Linked DNA regions of Capra hircus: region 2 is linked to region 1. A link is a contact called in public Hi-C data. All regions are on one chromosome and are shown on one strand. The core of a region is the stretch at or near the end of the contact, and the rest is flanking DNA. Distances in the headings are between cores, read along the strand shown. Region 1 holds the start of EPB41 (protein 4.1). Region 2 overlaps MECR (trans-2-enoyl-CoA reductase, mitochondrial).

The links. Hi-C and Micro-C count contacts between places; a contact is called where the count stands out from the background.
Region 2: a Hi-C map of blood shows a contact between it and region 1, with 6 times the contacts expected there. The contact joins the enhancer-like site here to the promoter of EPB41 in region 1. A contact is called at or near these places in 3 of 5 Hi-C or Micro-C datasets (blood and liver).

The regions. Positions count from the first base shown.
Region 1 is chr2:11,347,906-11,350,697 of ARS1.2, forward strand. It overlaps EPB41 (protein 4.1), which reads left to right and starts at 1,287. Exons shown (of 23, transcript XM_018057127.1): 1 at 1,287-1,438.
Region 2 is chr2:11,610,882-11,613,828 of ARS1.2, forward strand. It overlaps MECR (trans-2-enoyl-CoA reductase, mitochondrial), which reads right to left. Exons shown (of 11, transcript XM_013973781.2): 6 at 1,351-1,453; 7 at 1-101. Among named protein-coding and RNA genes, the nearest start is that of SRSF4, 14 kb to the left of the region's middle. Within about 2 kb of position 1,605, at least 2 of the 5 cell types and tissues checked have an H3K27ac peak or open chromatin away from gene starts, as enhancers often do.

The DNA.
Region 1 (2,792 bases), core at 37-2,536:
AAGACTTGACCCAAAGGGGGCTTCGGTGAATTTGGAGGGCAAAACATGAATTTCTATAATAAAGGCTGGCGCTTCTGGAATGCTTACCCTGAGACTGGCACTGTTCTTATTAGTACTTTACATGGGTTATTTCACTTAACGGCCCACAGCTTGTAAGTAGTAGCAGGTTCTGACTCTCGGCAATCTGATTCCTGAGTCCATCTAATAGAAAGACCATTGAAGTCACAGGAAGTCACTTGCCAGTGAGCTTCTGTATGTCCGATTTGCCCCCAAAAGGGATTCATGGGTCTCCAACATGAAGTAGCCTATAATTTTGTGATTCTGCCATTCCTCAGCTCGGAAGAGGGATTAGGTTTGTTCTTTGTGGGCAGGACTCCTAAAGGGCAGAGTTGGCCTTAATAGGCAGAGCTTTTGAAGTCTCCGGACGGGTTTAAAGTGAAGGAGGCCTGACTGGGAAGTGATGAGCTTCCCATCACTGAAAGTGTGTGCGTATGGACTGTACTCCACCAGGCTCCTCTGTCCATGGGATTTCCCAATAAGAATACTGGAGTGGGTTGCTATTTCCTTCTCCCAGGGTATCTTCCTGGGATTGAACCCGTATCTCCTGCATTGGCAAGCGGATGCTTTTACCACTGAACCACCTGGAAGTCTGTGAGCACAGCTCTGAAATGCGGTACAGAGGGGAGGGGATTTGGACCAGTGACTATGTAAGCCCCTTCCAGCGCTGATAGGACAGACAATAAGGAAGGGAAAGTCTCTTAGTGGGAAGATGCGAATAAAGGGGACCAGAGTCCACATTTACTGAAGACCACCCACCGTGCGCCAGCCCGGAGCTTGGTACTTAACATATATTGCTAATTCTCAGGAAAATATTCTTCAAGATTTATAGTTGAGGAAACTCAGCTTCAGAGTAGTGACTCTGACACAGACGGCACAGGGCATCCAGGGGTCCTCTTCAGGATTACTTCCCTAGTCCCCTGTGACCAAGTCCGTGCCTCCCTTCCAGACTTAGGGGGTAGCACCACATGGCAAATTGCATCATACTTTTGCCATACGACGTTAGACACCGCACCAGCCAATTCAGGCGCTCCCAGTTCGAACCTCCGCAGACCCAGAGGGTCAGCAACCCTACCGGCCAGCGCTGGGCGTCCCGTCAGGCCGCACCTGCAGCCCTTGCCGCTTCCCGGTTGCGACGCTCTTTTTGCCCCGCCCAGTTCCTCCCCCCTCCTCCCCGCCGCTCTGCTGACTGGCAGTTGCCTGCACCAATCCTAAGGCACCCCGGGTCGGGGGCGGGGCCTCACGCCAGAGTTGCCCTGTCAGTGCAGGTGGAGGCCCCCGAAGGGGCAAAGTGGCAGGAACCTCTTAAAGGGCGAGAGCGGCGGAGGGCGAGAACGCGGCCCGGCCCGGCCCGGCCAGGTCCCCGCCCTGTCCAGCCCAGGTGAGCCTGGACCTCCTGAGGGACGAGCCCGGGTCCCGGGAGGGACGGGGTGAGAGACAGACGGACGCACTCCCCAAGGGCCGGGGCGTCCCGCGGGGAGCCGGGAAAGGTCTGGTTCTCAGGGTCGGGGGCGCTATAGAGGTCCCGGGTCCCCAGTTTCCAACTGGGGGTCCAGCGGGGGGTGGTCTGGGATTCCCGAAGTTCAGGGTGCGGGGAGGGGCAGGGGAGGCAGGAAAGGGGTCCGAGAGCTCGCGTCCGGAGCTGGGCGCTGGGCGCGCGGTCCCAGCCGGTTCCGGGCCTGTCTGGGGCGGGGGTCCGGGGTGAGGCGCGGGCGGGCGGGTCTCTGCGGAGGGCTGCAGCCCAGGCTTCCCCCACTACCACCCCCTGAACTCCGCCCTGTGGGCCCTGCGTGCTCCTGCCGGGCGGGCTGAGCGCGGCTGGAGCGGGTGGGACGGCGGCGCGCGCCGGGAGCGGGCAGCCCGGTCCCGGCCCCCGCGCCCCGCTCCGGCCCTTACGTAACTGACTTTGAGTTTCCGGACTGAGGGACCCGCGAGCTGGGGCGCCGGCTCTGCCGGCCAGGGTGGCTCTGCTGCCGCCGCCCCGGCCGCACACGCTCCCTTTCCAGGCTGGGTTTAGGGGACTTCTCTCTGCCTCCGGTCGGCCGGGTCTCCCTGTCGTGCTCTGGTTCCGGCTAGATCTCATCTCCCGTTTCCCTGTGTCTCTCGTCTCCTCTGTGTGTGGCCCGGCCTCTCCCTGTCCTGCCCTCATCTACACTTTCTAGCAGACCCCACCTCTGTGGGTTGGGATAGGACTTCTTCCCTCCAGCAAATTGGAGGCCAGGACGTGTCCAGACCAACCTCAGCCCAAGCTTGCCCCAGAAGGAGGGCGGGGAGGACTACCTGGTAGGATTAGGGGAGGTTACTCCGGAGGCCCACAGATTCTTCTGGGAGAGGAGTGACTGAATGTGACCCCTTAAATTCCCAGATTAGAACTGAAGGCAGCTCCCCACCCCCCCTTTGCTTCTGAGCCCTTTCTCCGGGAGGATGTTTGGGGAGAGCCTGACCTGGGTTGGGGCTTCGGGCAGCTGGAAGTCCCTGGAAGAACGGCTCAGCTACTGAAGGATGAGGGTGGGGCCCCAGGGCGCCCAGAGCACTGGCAGCAGAGCCCCAGAGGCTACTAACTGCATGCTCCCACCTTCACCCCAGTTACAAGCTGGGGACTGGCCTTGGCAGAAGGCTGGGGGTGGGGAGGGGATCAACAGGAGGCCACCAGAAGACTTTTCATGGAGGGGGCGTGAGGGAGGGTGGAGGTATAAATGACAGACTCTCAGGTCTAAGGGGCACTTAGTGGGGTC
Region 2 (2,947 bases), core at 355-2,854, 260 kb after region 1:
TAAAAAAGCTTTTCATCTCAGGCTTTCTCAGTCCCTCTTCTGTGACAACGTGGTCAGCCCCCAGATTCTTCAGTCTGTCGGTCAGCTTCTGGAGGTCAGGTCTGGAAACCAAACACAATCCAGTCAGTCACATCTGCCCACTTTCTCCACCAGAGGCTCCCAGGACCCCTCTGCCACAGGTGTGAGAACCTGAGTTTCTCTTTGTGGGAAGCCAGGCCCAGCCACCCAGCCTCAGCACACTCCAGCATCTCCTGGCCTCAGTTTTCTCACTGGTGTGAGGGAGTGCTTGGTGGTTGCTACCGCTCCTACTGGTCCCAAGGACGCTAGAAACCATCTGGCCCAGGGAGGAGTTGGTTCCCTTCCTGATTTCTTCTATTTAAATGACAAACTCCTCTTCCTTTCCCCCTGTCTTTTCAAGAGGCTCTTCAGAGTGTTGTGCAAACATACCCTGGCCCACGAGTGGCTTTGTGCCTCTTTACCAAGGCAAACAGAGCAATTCTTGTTAGCACAACTGAGGGGATGGGGAACTGGAGCGAGTATCAGTTCTCCCAATGAGGCTGGCCTTCCCTGATGGACACAGCCACGTATGTGGACAGTGAGGCTTAAGGAGGCTGGATGATACGCTGGAGAGAGAAAGAGTCAGGAAACTTAAGTTTGTCGTTGATTTGCTGTGTCTTCCTGAGCAAGTGGCTTCCTCTCTCTGATGACAAACCTGCCCCGTCTCCTTTACATCTGTATTTAGTGCACTTCAAGGCATCACACAAATGCAAGGGAAACAGGGGCCTTGGGTTAGTCAGTTCACAGAAAGAAATACAGCTTTAAACATTCCCAAGTGTGAACTGTGGTTTCGAAAACATGGGCTTATAAGAAGTCAAGCATCTTAAAAACTCAGGTTGGGAATGAGGGCCTTCTCTACCTCCTTCCTGCCCTCCCTTTACATTTCAGTCACTCATCCTATAGCCCCGGGGCTTCCCTTATAGCTCAGTTGGGAAAGAATCTGCCTGCAATGCAGGAGACCCGGGTTTGATTCCTGGGTCGGGAAGATTCCCTGGAGAAGGAAATGGCAACCCACTCCAGTATTCTTGCCTGGAGAATCTCATGGACAGAGGAGCCTGGCGGGCTACAGTCCATGGGGTCGCAAGAGTCAGACACGACGTAGTGACTAAACCATCCTACAGCCCCAGACCGCTGGACTTCAGGGCTGGAGGCTGACTCAGCCCTTAGCGAGCAGCAGCTGCAGGAAAGGAGGACCGCTTATGCAAGGGCGCCACCTGGTGGAGACATGGGCACCTGCGGGTGCCAGGCTGGAAAGGCCCAAGTGGTGGGCTGGGATCAGGCCTTCCCACGCACCTGTCCCGGAGCACGTTGATGGTCCTCAGGCCCAGGGCGGCCGCGATCTGGATGACCGCTTGCCCCACTCCACTGTTGGATGCATTCTGGATGATGGAATCCCCTGTGGGGCCGGAAGAGACTCAAGTCGAGATCTGTAACAGGTCAAGGGCTTTCAGCCTAGGATCATATTAGAGGGTCAGAGGTGGAGTTCTTAGACTCTGAAGGGACCCAGGACCTGGCTGCTGAGCCTTCTCAGTCCTGGCAGTGTTGCTCTCTCCTCCCAGGGTGCCCCAAGCCTCTACAGCACCCATGATGCCTGCCAGGATTTGGCAACTCAGAGTTCACGCTGGATGCAACTTAGCCCCTGCTGTGTCAGTGATTTTGTATCCTTCATCATCCTCCCAGCTCTTAGGTCAAGTCTGCTTAGGTCCTTTCTTTGGTTTGCAATGTCTCCTCTCTCTCCCATTGTTCTGAAATCCTGTATACCTTAAAAGCACAGGAAATGGCAACCTGTGTAGCTTCTTATGTGAAGCCTTCCTAGATTCTTCCCCCGTGCCCTCCCACGGCACTCTGCAGCCAACTCTGTTAAGGCTCATGGTCAGCCTCGATTTACAGCTTGTAGCTCAGTCCCTTTCTATCAACAGCCTGTGGCTTCCTGAGGGAAGATGCGCTATTGCCTCGGAATGGGATTAGAGCTGCAATGGAGAAACTGGCAGCTCCTGAATCAGGGTCTGTGATCAAAGCCCAGGCCTAACTTTGCACTTGAGCTGAGTAGGGAGGTGTGGGCTGTGCTGGGAAAGCATGGGCTCTGGAATGAGATGTACCAGGGTCTGAGCCCCAGCTTCTTTACCGACTGTAACTAGAACTGAATGGGGTGGGGCAAGCCCTGACCTCTTTGAACCTGTTTCTTCTCCATAAGAAGGGTCCCAGGAGCAACCACCGGGGTGCTCCTCATTAGAGTCCAGGGCCATCATGTCTAGGGAGGGGCTCCAGTCCCCTGAAGTGCTAGCTAGGTTTAGAGAGGCAGCAGGGACCTCATGCTAGAGACAGAGGACTTTCTGGAAGAAGCAGGCTCATCATTCTTAGCTAGGGTCAGCCTACAGACTGTCACCCATCCAGGGGTTATGAAACCAACCTAGTGGGTTGTGAACTTTTTTTTTCTTAATGGTTAAGTGTATCACACATGGTGAGGGTAAATACTGTTCCATGAAACTCTGGTTTCCCTTACTTGTATATTCATACATGTCTATATACTGGAGGACAGTGTTACCACGGGTCAGGATCACGTGTTTCATGCCAGCCCTGGGGCAGGAAAGAGGAGCCACGGTGTTGGCACTTGACCTGGGTGGTGCCAGAATGGCCTGACTGGCCCCGACAGTGACAGTCCTAACCAGAGGGGCCTGGGGGGAGGGGACGCAGGCGCCCACAGCCTCTGCTGCACTGGGATTCAAGCGAAGGTCCCAGATCACACCTGCTGGCTTTCTCCACTAGAGAGACCCAAGGCTGCTTGGCCACAGCTGGGGGGCCTGCATCTGTCTCTGCAGGAAGCTGGCACTGGCTTTCAGCTGACCACCCTCCCACGTCTCTCACCTCAGTCGCCTTGTCAGCGCGACAG